Linked DNA regions of Mus musculus: regions 2, 3 and 4 are each linked to region 1. The links are chromatin contacts, called in public promoter capture Hi-C maps. All regions are on one chromosome and are shown on one strand. The core of a region is the stretch at or near the end of the contact, and the rest is flanking DNA. Distances in the headings are between cores, read along the strand shown.

Evidence for each region. Promoter capture Hi-C pulls out the DNA fragments that hold promoters and counts their contacts.
Region 2: a contact with region 1 is called in a promoter capture Hi-C map of pre-B cells. The contact joins two enhancer-like sites. A contact is called at or near these places in 4 of 39 promoter capture datasets (the 3T3-L1 cell line, the C10 cell line, maxillary cranial neural crest and 1 more), 1 of 15 datasets of contacts at CTCF or cohesin (large pre-B cells), 13 of 484 Hi-C or Micro-C datasets (CD4 T cells, CD8 T cells, the HPC-7 cell line and 9 more) and 1 of 115 datasets of contacts at active chromatin or transcription factors (large pre-B cells).
Region 3: a contact with region 1 is called in a promoter capture Hi-C map of pre-B cells. The contact joins two enhancer-like sites. A contact is called at or near these places in 5 of 39 promoter capture datasets (the C10 cell line, the HPC-7 cell line, liver and 2 more), 1 of 15 datasets of contacts at CTCF or cohesin (large pre-B cells), 5 of 484 Hi-C or Micro-C datasets (the C2C12 cell line, bone marrow-derived macrophages, conventional dendritic cells and 2 more), 16 of 115 datasets of contacts at active chromatin or transcription factors (the 230-238 cell line, the NIH/3T3 cell line, bone marrow-derived macrophages and 11 more) and 1 of 9 other capture datasets (embryonic stem cells).
Region 4: a promoter capture Hi-C map of the C10 cell line shows a contact between it and region 1. The contact joins two enhancer-like sites. A contact is called at or near these places in 6 of 39 promoter capture datasets (the 3T3-L1 cell line, the C10 cell line, liver and 3 more), 1 of 15 datasets of contacts at CTCF or cohesin (large pre-B cells), 20 of 484 Hi-C or Micro-C datasets (B cells, CD8 T cells, the HL-1 cell line and 14 more) and 3 of 115 datasets of contacts at active chromatin or transcription factors (acute myeloid leukemia, embryonic fibroblasts and embryonic stem cells).

What each region holds. Positions count from the first base shown.
Region 1 is chr13:41,582,317-41,585,330 of GRCm38.p6, forward strand. The region is part of intron 1 of Gm32184 (a long non-coding RNA gene); the gene reads right to left. Among named protein-coding and RNA genes, the nearest start is that of Tmem170b, 22 kb to the right of the region's middle. Within about 2 kb of position 1,620, at least 99 of the 459 cell types and tissues checked have an H3K27ac peak or open chromatin away from gene starts, as enhancers often do. A contact at or near this core is called in CD8 T cells, Th17 cells, intestinal villus epithelium and 4 more, where this site is marked.
Region 2 is chr13:41,425,280-41,428,374 of GRCm38.p6, forward strand. It overlaps a transcript of Nedd9 not described here. Among named protein-coding and RNA genes, the nearest start is that of Gm32448, 17 kb to the left of the region's middle. Within about 2 kb of position 1,727, at least 20 of the 459 cell types and tissues checked have an H3K27ac peak or open chromatin away from gene starts, as enhancers often do. A contact at or near this core is called in pre-B cells and pro-B cells, where this site is marked.
Region 3 is chr13:41,334,611-41,337,650 of GRCm38.p6, forward strand. All of the region lies in intron 2 of Nedd9 (neural precursor cell expressed, developmentally down-regulated gene 9), which reads right to left. Among named protein-coding and RNA genes, the nearest start is that of Nedd9, 23 kb to the right of the region's middle. Within about 2 kb of position 1,686, at least 71 of the 459 cell types and tissues checked have an H3K27ac peak or open chromatin away from gene starts, as enhancers often do. A contact at or near this core is called in intestinal villus epithelium, liver, pre-B cells and 1 more, where this site is marked.
Region 4 is chr13:41,443,670-41,446,610 of GRCm38.p6, forward strand. It overlaps a transcript of Nedd9 not described here. Among named protein-coding and RNA genes, the nearest start is that of Gm32448, 35 kb to the left of the region's middle. Within about 2 kb of position 1,297, at least 18 of the 459 cell types and tissues checked have an H3K27ac peak or open chromatin away from gene starts, as enhancers often do. A contact at or near this core is called in CD8 T cells and Th17 cells, where this site is marked.

The DNA of each region.
Region 1 (3,014 bases), core at 370-2,869:
GTGGTTCTCAAGTTTTCTAATGCTTTGACCATTTAATACAGTTCCTCGTGTTGGGGTGACCCCAACATGAAGTTGTTTTGTTGTTACTTCATAATTTCAATTTTGCTATTATTACAAATCATAATCTAAATATCTGATACACAGAATATCTGATATGTGTTCCCCCCCCCACCCCAAAGTGATTTTGACTCACAGGTTGAGAACCGCTGACCTAGAATGTACTGAAGTATCAGTAAATGTATGTCATAAAAATTCCATCAGAACAAATAGCTTGTAGCTTTTAAATAAGGGAGTGTGTCAGGTTTAAAGATCTGCTCATTACGTCTGCCAACTAAGGGAGTTATGACATGAATTGTCAAGACATGAAAAGAAACAGAAGGCAGAAATTGGAATGCTAATAAATCATTATGTTCCTGTGACTGTTTACAGAGACGTGGGCTTCTTTTATCACTGCGGAACTGGGTGGAGGACAGAGAGAGTTACTAAATCATTTTCACTTTATATATTAAGGCCTTCAGTTCTAAAGCTATTTAAAAGGAAATATAGGCTGCCTGTCCAGATGTTATTAGGCAGAAACGTTTCTGAAGTTCACGGTTGATATCCTGACAGCTGCGATTTACTATTTTCAGTTGTCTAAATGTGCAGGTAGTCAAGCTTGTTGCCAGATCCATTTCTTTGGAGCCATTGACTCTCTTGGAAAAGGGAGGGGCTGCATGTACTGACATTTGATTCTGCAGTCGCTTTGAAGTCATGTCTAGAGCTGTTTGGCTTGTCTTTAAATAAAAACAGTAGCAGCAGAAACCATATATATCCTTGGACCTATAATTCACCAAGTGCGAGCTGGCAATTACTGGTAACATACAGTACATCGTTAGACTCTGAGTCAGAGAAGGCTGAAATTCACCTACTTTTATGCAACCAGTGCTTATGACATGGAATATGCTCAGAAGTGAGTGATTAATAAATAAATTAATAAATATTTTGGGGGTAGAGAAAATTATTTTATGTAGTATAAATACCAGGTGCCTACTACATTTAGTTAGTGAGAAAAATTAATAAAGTACTAACTTCTTGGTAAATAAAATGTTACTTCGAGTTAGTTTCCAGTAATTAAGAAGTCGCTTTTATCAGGTCAGCCCATTGCCAGATGGTGACTATAATCTCAACACAAAATAGAAGTTACAAGAATCTGAAGACACCAACAGGTTTGAAAGAAGCTGGAAATACATTTATACTTGAAAGAAGGAAATGGTGCAGGATGATTCCTTTTTTGACACAAATATTTGTCTGCGGGTGGGCCTTAGTCACAGTGGGTAAAATTCTAAAAGAAATCCAGTCTTACTGACTTGGCTATGGAACAGGATTTGGGAAACCATGGTAACTGGAGAAGGAGAAGAGAAAGTCTGGGCAGGAAGAAGCCCTGGCCACCACATGGGCAGGGTGTCCTGTAGATTAGCCTGGCCCAGACTGGGTTCATTCTGTTACTATCTGTGCATAGAGAGGACGTCGGACAGGCCAGCTAAGTCTGCAAGAACTAAACAGAGTTTCAAGCTGTCCCATTTCAGGAAAAACATAGCCGGTGATCAAATGAAAGTGAAACTAATTGCTTGCCTTACGTCAAAAACAGGGCTGGGGATTTAGCCCAGTTAGTAGAGTGATGGCCTAGTGTGTGTGAAGGCCTGGGTTCATGCCATACCACATAAATGTCGATGGTATACCATACAGGCCTGTAGTCCCAGCAATCAATAGGTAGAGGCAGAAAAACTGGAAGTTCAGGATCCCTCCTTAGCTATATAGTGAGTTTGAGCTCACCTGTGATACACAAAACCCTGCTTCAAAGAGTAAAAACAAAAAATCAACACACACAGATTGACTGAACAGAAACCAGTCCTAAAAATCAGTCACACTATGCGCCAACTGATCCAAATGATAATTCACACTACAGTCCAAAGGACTCCGCATTTCTAGACTTAGAGAGACACAGGAAAATGTCACTAAACACAATTTGTCTTAAAAGGCAAGTGTGATAGGATGAAGACACAGACACAGGAATTAACATTTAAGGATATAAAGTGCTATTATAACCAGTGTGCGGACTCAAAGGAACACTTACAATGAATGAACAAATAGAAACATCTTAACAGTGGAATCAAAACCACAAAAGAAAATTGTCAGCATTTGTGGGGACGTTGTCAGGAAGCCCAGCATCACCCGCAGCAGATCAAGGAGTTACCCTAACATGTTTTGGGACCTCTACTTGTGCTAAACCAAGATTCATCACTTCAATGAAGAAAACAACTTCAGAGGACAGGCCAGTTTATGGTGCTGAGTTGGAATTTAGTAAAGATATCTTAATATACATGTGATATACATTTAAGCACTGATCTTTAGAGAGAGAGAGAGAGAGAGAGAGAGCAGAAGGGTGGTCTGGTGCCACAGGCTTTTAATCCCAGCACTCAGGAGGCAGAGGCAGGCAGATCTCTGAGAGTTTGAGGTACCCTGGTGTGCACAGTGATCCAGCCAAAGCTACCTACAGAACCCCTGTCTCAAACTCCCTTCCCCAAATAAAAAACTGAAAGGACAACATAAACTCCATTTGTTTCCCTTTAAGGACCAGGCCTGAATTTGAAAAGAAGACCATAAGGCGCCAGCTCCAGGAACAGATCATAAGTCCCAGGAACTAGGCCATAAGGGAACAGACCATAAAATCCAGGAACAAGGTCATAAAACCCCCTCCCAAGGAAGAGCTTGCTGCTAACCACACGAATGGGAGAATATCTTATCTCAGAATCTGTGCTGGGCAGCCCTATCTCACCCCATGGTTAAATATTCACGACATAGGAATGCAGACCACTGACTATCTGTGACCCCCTAGCACCCACTAATGAAAGTTTAGATTACCTAATCCTTCTAGAAAATTTCCCTAATTCCCTTTAAGAAGGCCTGCTTGCCTTTGTCTGGGCTCGCCATTTCCAAGAACAGTTGACCCCTGCATGCTGGTTTCTGCAGAATAA
Region 2 (3,095 bases), core at 477-2,976, 160 kb before region 1:
GAACTTCCACTCCAGTCCTCTTTTTACTTTGAAGCAGTCTTGCTAAGTTTCCTTAGCTGGCCTTGAACACATTCTGTGGCCCAGGTAGGTCTTGACCCCCTGCCTCAGCCTTCCAGTTAGTTTCATAGGAACAGCTGATCATTTTAATTTGAACTACCCTAGAGGAAGTTCATTTTCTTGTGGAGCACTTTAATATGCATGGAGTTATCCAAATGATCAGCACAGGAAAGCACACACACACACACACACACACACACACACACACACAACACAGACCACCTCTTTGAATAGGTCTGGAGACTTCCAGGTTTGCCCAAGCACCTGCTCTCCTATGTCCCACTTGTATCCAGATGACAGCAACAAAGACTTCTGGTTGGAAGAAAATTCCATGTGCACAGCAGCCTATCTATATGAAAAAACCGCCCACCAGAGCAACATCTGATGTCCTATAATTAATGTTTTCTCTCCAGATATCAATTCCAGGCTTGGCACATCATTCGTCACACGGTGTGAGAGGAATAGATCCCTGTGACACTAGAGAAAAAGACAATCACAAAATTGTGTTTTCTGTCAGGACTCACCCTCGCCCACATTTTCTCTTGAGGAGCGTTGGCACTCTGGATCTCCAGGACAGTCCCAGGGCTGCAGTCTGCTGGCCTGTTTCCTCCTTGTCATATCTCCCCATGAACAACTCTGCCGTGCTTCTCCGCCAGCGTCTGGTGCTGGAGACTCACACTTCACTAGCCTTGAAGACACAAGTTAGAAATGCAAAAACATGTAAAACTCTGGAATGGGTCGAGACATTTCTGTCATTTGAAGGGTCACATCACAGATGTCAGGGGAAGTTAAATCCACAGCACAGTGAATGGAATCCACCACTCATTTATTCATGTATGCACAAAGCCATAGCAAGTTCTTGCTATATCTACTTAAATGTCAAAGATACATATAACTCGGTCCTGCCCTTAGGCAGCTCACAGTCTAGTTGTGCAAAGTGAGTTGTGTAGTGATAGGTACCTTGGCCACATATGCAGTATGCCAAGAGAGAACAAAAGAAGAAAGAAGATGGAAATTAGGTGTGGCTTGAGTAGTAGGCACATTATAAGTTTTCTCATCAAGGGCTCTACGCCATCTATAATCCAGGGCTTTAGACTTGCTTTCCGCTCTTTCACACCTTCCTCCTCATCTTGCGATCCTCCTTTAAACCAACTTAGCATATTTCTGTGTTTATCTATTTGAAGCCACCCCCAGTTCCTGTTTTACCTGTTGCTAGTAGCTTGCAAGGATCACTCAAGCCATGTGTTTTTCATATTTCCCTCACAAAGAGGGAAAAGCAATATTTTGGAAATGTGGTTTTTAAAATAGCTGAGATGCAAAGCTTGAATTTTATTTTATTATTTTTTTTATTTGGAAGAATGAACTGGGCATTCAGAGGGCTGGTGCTGGCCAATACTTCACTTTTTTTCTCTCATTTCCTCACAGCTGTAGGTATCAGTTTTAATTTGTGTGTGTGTGTGTCTGTCTGTCTGTCTCTGTGTGTGTCTCACACACACTCTCTGTCTCTCTCTCTCTGTTTGTATTTATGGAAAATATTAAAAAGAGGTTCCCCTGTCAAGAACAAAATCAAAATGAAGTAGGCGTTAGAGCAGAAAGTTGAGGAGGAATGGGTCTGGCACACAGTAGTTGGTAAGCCAACTTTCTCCTAACCCCACCCAGCTTCTCGAAGGAGGAAGACAAGCTTTCCAATCCAAGCAGAGGGCAATGGGAGTTGGTCCCTACTGCTTCTCCATGGGTGGGAACAGCCTCCTGTAATTTTGGATTTCTTAGCACAGTATTTTCTCGTCTTGGCGAGGAGGTGGGGAGGGAATTTTCCTCTGAGACACTTGCAAGGCAAGGGGACAAGAGCCCATGACTCCTGTGTTCTGCAGACCCCATGCATGATCAACCAAGCTTCTCTACCCCAAGGGAGCTGATACCCAGCGGGGAGTTGCAGGTAGGTTCCCAGCATCCTGTTCATTCCCCTGTAGATCCTCACATCTGCAAGGACTTCAACTGCCAAACTGTGTTTACAAGGCAATCATTTAGGGTTGAGCTGTGCTTGGGGGAAGTCATAGTATACAGTGCTAGGAATTATATAATTATATTTGTATGTGTAGGGGTGTGTGTGTGTGTGTGTGTGTGTGTAAATGCAAAATACATATGTCGATACAGAACAAAAGTAGAGCTTCCTAAATTGTAAGAAACATACTTGACACCCAAATGAAGGCATGCAGTGATGCTGGCACTCTGGGTGTTTAAAATGAAATCCCCCCTGCACGTACTTTTAAAATTCTCCTTCTAGCACTGGAGATTAAACCTTGGGCCTCGTGCATTCTAGGGGAATGTTTTACAAATACGTCCTATTTCCAGTCATCTTTCCTTCTTTCTGAATCAGTCCTCACTAAGTTCCTAGGGCTTGCTGGCCTGGAGCTTATTGTCTGTCTCCCTCAGCCCCAGGCCCAGCTGAGACTGTAGCCACGTACGACTAGGTTCTCTGCTGTCTTTTCTTTACACTTAAAAGGCAGTGCTGCCCTTACGTCCAGGCCAGGATGACTCTGGATAGGGTCTTAGGGTTTGGATTCTGAATTTCTTCTAGCACTTTCTGAATGAGTCTGTGGCCAAGAGGTAGTGTCAATGTATTGATCATGCTTTCTCTTAAAGACCATGTGCGGAGTAATAGGACATTAGTCATTCCAGCGCAGTGATCCTCGCCTACTTCCAGCTCTTTACCACTGGCTCACCTTCCTGGGGCAGAGGGTTATAAGGTAAAAGTAGACTAGAGGGCTGGGAGGTGCATGGCCAGGGTACCAAAGCTCTTGAAACATGGGATGGAAGGCTCGGATGGGAGGCTGGACCGGGGACCATTGGTGTTACATAGTCCAATGTGAGGCTGCAACTGCCCCAATAGTCCTGAAGCCAGAGAGAAGTTTTATTTACTAGCTTCTTGGTGTAAGCTATAGTTCTTAAATATATAGGACTATAATGTGTACTCTTATCTTAAACACCTCATTTTTGGGGAGTGGAGGGATGTTCCAGATTTATTATTGGAAAAAAAT
Region 3 (3,040 bases), core at 436-2,935, 250 kb before region 1:
GGGAAGGCAGAAGGCAGAATTCATGCTGTAATTTTTTTTTTTAAGTAATTCATTGGGACACAGTGGTGTATGGGATGAAATGTCTGAAGTCCACACTGTAACAACTCGGGCGAGTTCTGAACTATGGAAAGTCCCGATCACAGTCAGACTGGAACACATCCAAGCCGGCCATTGTCTCTCTTTAGTGATTCTCTAAGTATGGTCCTGGGCCAACTTCTGATGAACTAAGCAAAGAGTGGTAGGCTCCTGGGCCTCCTCTCTTAGACCCACGAAAGGAAGGGCTGTGAGGTGGACCTGGGAACCCACAGCTGACTTGATGTCCCTCCCTTTCTGGGTGACTAGCTCATTCAATTCTTCAAGCTCAGAACAAGTTACCACTGAGTCCTCATTTTCCTTAGACAGCTTTTAGAAACCATAGCTAGAGCTACTGGGGACACTCATCCAGGCCTTAGTTTGTCACTGTTTACAGACAGGAAGTTAGAAGAGAAAATGAGTTAGTTATTTAGCAAGCCGGCAAAACTTCTAAGATAAGAAACAATAACTACTGACAAAACCCACATCTGTTCTCTTGGCCACTGAGATTGGGGTCTGACTTAAGTCATTAGGATTCCTGTCCACTGGGAGTTACTATACTACAGCAAGGGATTTGGTGGTCAAATTAAATTTTTAAAAAAATTTTTAAATTTATTTTTATATATGAATACACTGTTGCTATCTTCAGAAGAGGGCATCACATCTCGGTGCAGACAGTTGTGAGCCACCATGTGACTGCTGGGAATTGAACTCAGGACCTCTGGAAGAGCAATCTGTGCTCTTAACCACTGAGCCATCTCTTCAGCCCCAGTGGCCAAATTCTTAAAGCAGTTATTACTGCCTGGGAGGTTACAGTCATGTAAGAGGTGACCCTTGCCACCACCTCCATCAGGAAAGAAAATTTAACAAGAAAGAAAGGAGGGAGAGAGGAGAGGGGAAGAGAGAGAGAGGAGGAAATGGAGAAAATCAGGAAGGGAAGTGGGAAGGAGAGGGAGGAAAGTGGGTGAACAAGAAGGAGAGGAGGGTATGGGGAAGCGAGGGGATAAAAGGAAGGAGAGATGAGGAGAGGAAGGGAGAGGAGGAGTGGACAAAGGAGAAGGAAGAAGAGCGGTGAACGAGGGAGGGAAAGAAAAGGAAGAAGGGACTGGAAGCAGGAAACCTGAACTCTCAATGGCGCGAAGACTCACTCACAGGGTTTGTTACAGAGGACCCTGGTGCATGGCAGGGAAGGGCTAGGGTCACCTTCCCTGTCCTTTCTAGCTTTAGTCCGTACTAGGCAGCCCCTGCCAGCTGTGCAAGCTTCAGGTGATGGGAGTGTCTTGTTTGGTCTGCACTGCATAAGGGCTGGCAGGGCTTGTTAAAGGTTGGCTTATTACTTCAGGGCTGGCCTGCCCTTTGCTAAACACAGAAGGCTCTGAGGTGCAGAAGTCACAGAAGGAAACAGTATGCGGAGGGACCCGAGCCACCTGAGGGCCTCAGCCCCTGACATCAGTGGAGACCAGGAGAGAGCCAAGGGGAAGAACGCCATCAGCTATAACACAAGCAAGGGGGGAACGAGGGGTCTGAAGCATCAGGCTTCCCAGACATGGAACTGAAAAGGTTGAGTCAAAGGAAAACATGTCACCTTCCTGCCAAAATAAACTATGACAAGAGTAAGGTCCCTCTACCTTTCAGCCAAGCACTTCCCGTACTGGCCTCCTCTGTCTGCCTCGAACCAGCTCAGACGAGGGAGAACTATTTTTAAGTTGCTCAAGCCACCGAGACTAAGAATGAGAGTTACTTATTTATAGTTACACCTTCCAACTGTTCTTTTCCTCTCTGGGGGACAGAGGCCAGGCTTGGCACTCCCTCAGGAGCTGAAATCACTGGGGCGAGAAGGGCTTTGCAAGGTCACATGCTCTGTCGATGGCCTGTAGCCAGGATCCCTGTCCTGGGGAGTGAACTTAAGTGGGAAAGCCCTTCACCACTTCTCAGAGAATTTCTCCTATCAGACAGAACTTGGATTGTGTGCCCTTGAGATGTGTTTTTGTTAAAAACACACATATGTATAATAGATGATTAGAAAATGAATTCATTGTTGAGGAATTCAAGAATAAATCTTTCTTCCCCTGGCCCCTTGGGAAAATAAATAGAGGTTCCAAGGACTGGAGAGATGGCTCATTGGTAAGAGACTTCTTACAGAAGCCACACAGGTGGCTTACCACTGTCCTTAACTCCAGTTCCGGGGAACCCAACTCCCTCTTCTGGCTTCCTTGGGTACCAGGCATATATGCGGTGCACATACATATACACAGGCAATACACTCATAAACATAAAACAAAAATGATAACTCTTTTAAAAAAGACGTACTTAGAAAAAAGTATCATGCTAGCAAATACTATTTGACACAACATAGATTTGTAAATTCATCTATATTTTGTGTCCATAGAGTCTCAAGCTCTTTCTGGTGTCCAACTTTACCCTTACTCTTATAATCTGGATAATCTGGAGATATTTTCTCATTGTATAAAATTAGTCTATTCTTACTAGCAAGCCTTGAAGGAACCATTGGGACTTTCTGACAAATGAAAGAGGAAAGCCTTCCCTTTTAATGGGCACAAAAACCCATCATTGTTGGCTTAGCCATTGCCCTGTAAGTAAGTGTCAAGATTCTCTTCCTGGCACACACACACACACACACACACACACACACACACACACCTTACCTGGTATTGTACTGTTCCCTCACTGCATCGTAACTGCTCTGAGAGCTCTATTTAGTCTTTAGTTTACCACTGTATCACACAAGTATCAAAACTACAAAAGATGCTCAATATTCACCGATTAAGGAATGCATTTCTACTCAACTCAAATTGTTCTGGGTTGAGACTCTAACATGTGGTACTCCCTAGTCCTGTGGTGCTCCCTAGTCCTGTGGTGCTCCCTAGCCATGTGGTTTGGGGATGGTCTGAGTATTCCACACCCCCTGCTAATGGCAGGTCTGAGGTGATCGGGAGAGTGCCTACCA
Region 4 (2,941 bases), core at 47-2,546, 140 kb before region 1:
GCTTCCCAATTCCATGGTGTCCCCAGCTCTGTGGGGGGGGGGGGGCTGGTAGATAAAACTAAGCAATAGTAAGCTTTATTTCCCCTCTTAGAGTGAGTCACAATGTGTTCAAGAGCTGAGCCGGAGCCTAGCTGTCCATTGCCTTTTCCATCCACTTAGCGAAAAGTCCGTCAGTAGCACAGATCTTACAATCATCTTTCTCTGTATGTGGAGAATCTTTATCCATGTTTCTTTCAAAAGTGAACCCAAGTAGCAACCGCTAAGAAACGTCAGCATCACCATTCTAAATACACTTTCCCCTCTGCCTGTTGGGGGGAACTGTTGGGGGGATCTTTCAAGACCATATGCTCTGGGACCCGAGAGAGTGGCAGAACGGAGATGCTTCAATCCTGGGTCCAGTCTGTATTCTCATTTTATACTCTAAAACACAAGGTGGGGAGGCCAAGCAGGTGAGGTTTTACAGACTCGGACATGGCGGTCAGCAGCTTAAGGACAATGACCCACTGTCTCAGCTATTTCTCCAGGCCATTCTGTTTCAGGTAGCAGGTGACATCATGCTCAGCAGATAGGCCGAGCTTTAAGTAAGTCAGTAAACAAATCAGTAAATCAGCATCTACACATTGATCTTTTCTACCTTATTCTACTTTAGAATCCCCATATTAATATCCACGTGTTTATCAGCCACTGCCCCGGGCTACAAGATCCTGCCTGCAGACAGACCTTTTGACTCATTTGTGAGGCCCCATTGTCTTATGCAATACTTGGCACTTGATCTCCAAAGTTATGGTTGTTTAAATAATAAGAGTGGTGCGCCTGAGCTAGACTCAATGCTGCGCACTTTATGTATGTACTATTTATCCCTTCGCCCTTTCAATAACAGTAGGATCTATTGGTAAGGACCAGTGTCTTTATTGTGCAGTTGGAAAGATGAAGCTAACTGAGGTTTAGAGGTTCACTCAAGGTCTCACCTCCTCGCTGTCAGTAGACACTGGTCAAACCCAAGTTTGCTGGCAGCAAAGACTGTGTTGTTGAGCCTGGATTAAATAATGTTTGCTGTGTAATTATTTCCAAGGCTGTCAGGAAGGCTGCTCATTAGGAAGAGATTCATCTGTACATCACCCTTTTAATTAAGCAGCATTACCAAGACCCTTAGGCTATAAAGGATTCATTTTTATCTTCCCATTCTATATAGAATGGGTTTTCGTTTTAACACGTTGCTCCCACGTCCCATAGACCTTGGTTATCAGAAGTTCTGCTTCATCGGCACTACAACTGCAGTGAGCCAAGCACACAGCTGTGGGTGTTCCCAGCTCACAGCTGGCTCTTCCTGGCTCATTATTATAGAAACTTCGCCAAGTTATATTACATGTAGGACATTCATGAGGGTGGCATTAATAAATAGATTCAGGACACTGGTGTCTTCCACTCCACTGGGCAGATGAGAAAGGATCTTTGATTTTTTTCTTTCTTTTTGTCTTCCTTTTCCTTGTGTATATGTGAAACCCTTCCTTTCTCATGCTTAGCTTTTATTGTTCACAGAGGATTTCAAAGTATTACCAGCCTATGAGTTTCATGTTGAGTCATCGGACATATGGGACTTTCAGAGCCCAATGGGTGGGATTTTATAGTGAATTTCTCTTCAACCCTGTGTGTATTTCATTAAAAACAAAACAAAATAAAAGCCGTATAAAAGTCTCATTTGTGCTACCATCTACTTACCCCAGCCTTTGTCACCAAGAACCTAGGAGCACAGAGATGGTTGTCTAAGGTTGTCAAGGCTTGGGCTGCTGGGTGCCTGGCTGATCCCACCCCTGTGGTTATCTTGTTTTATCCTCTTGAGAACAAAGGGACCCATGGTTTAGGAAATCTGGACTTGGATTGTCACTTACAGTCACCCAAACTTTGAGAATGACTAATTTGCAAAAGCATGACAGATGGCCTCAGACAGGAGGGGCCATTTTGAGAACCACAAAAAAAGAAAGAAGGGATGGAGTTGTGTAAGGGGAAAAGTGATGAATTCATAGCTAGAAGGCATTGTGTTTGAGACAGAGGGACATCAAACTCTTCCTCCAAACTAGAACTCCTTCTAGAACAACAAGGATTTAGAGTGATAATTATGCCAAGACAACAGGGTACGGTGGGAACTGTCCTGGTCATGGCATGGTCACGGCAGCCAAAAGACACCACTTGTATGACCTCCAACAAGCCAGTCAGTGCTGCTGGGTCTCAACTTCTTTTGAAGAAAAAGACTGAGACTTCCCCAGCCTTTCTGTCATCGCTGTAAGGTCCTCACACAGTTCTTGGTGCTTCAGGACAATCACATCAAGTAAGGCTGGATGACTTCCAACAAGTAGAAGTTGTCTTAATCAGAACCTTAGTCAGCATGAATCGATCGACACTGCCCAATGCTGATGTAGTTTTAGGTCAAACAAACCTATCCATACCAAGCCAACACATAGAAACCTGGCACTTTTATTACATGGTCTCTTTTATTGAAGTCAATCTAGTTCTGTTATCCTTCTGGAAGGTGTGGGCAGTTTTGAGATCCTTCCCAGGATATTTGCAACCAAACGACCTCCCAGTCTTGAGGATGAAAACCACATTAATGGATGTCACGCTTTTTACCCAGATCCAGTTCTAATCTCTGTGACCCCCTGACAACTCTAGCATCCTTCCTGCCTCTGTGACATATAGCCGTAAAGGGGAGCTAAAAAGGAAAGAGCCAGCACGGCAGCAGAAGCACCCGGACAAGGTGCCTGCGGCGGCAGAGGAGGCTTTGCCTTGGGGCAGTTTCCCTCCTAGGTAAGGTTTCTTGCCCCACCCCTGGGGGAATTCATTAGGGTGTATTCACATTAGGATATGATCAGGGAGAGGAAATGGAAATATCTGTGCAATTGCTCATTCCCGCCTCCTCTTTTCCACCCCTAAGATCTCACTATGG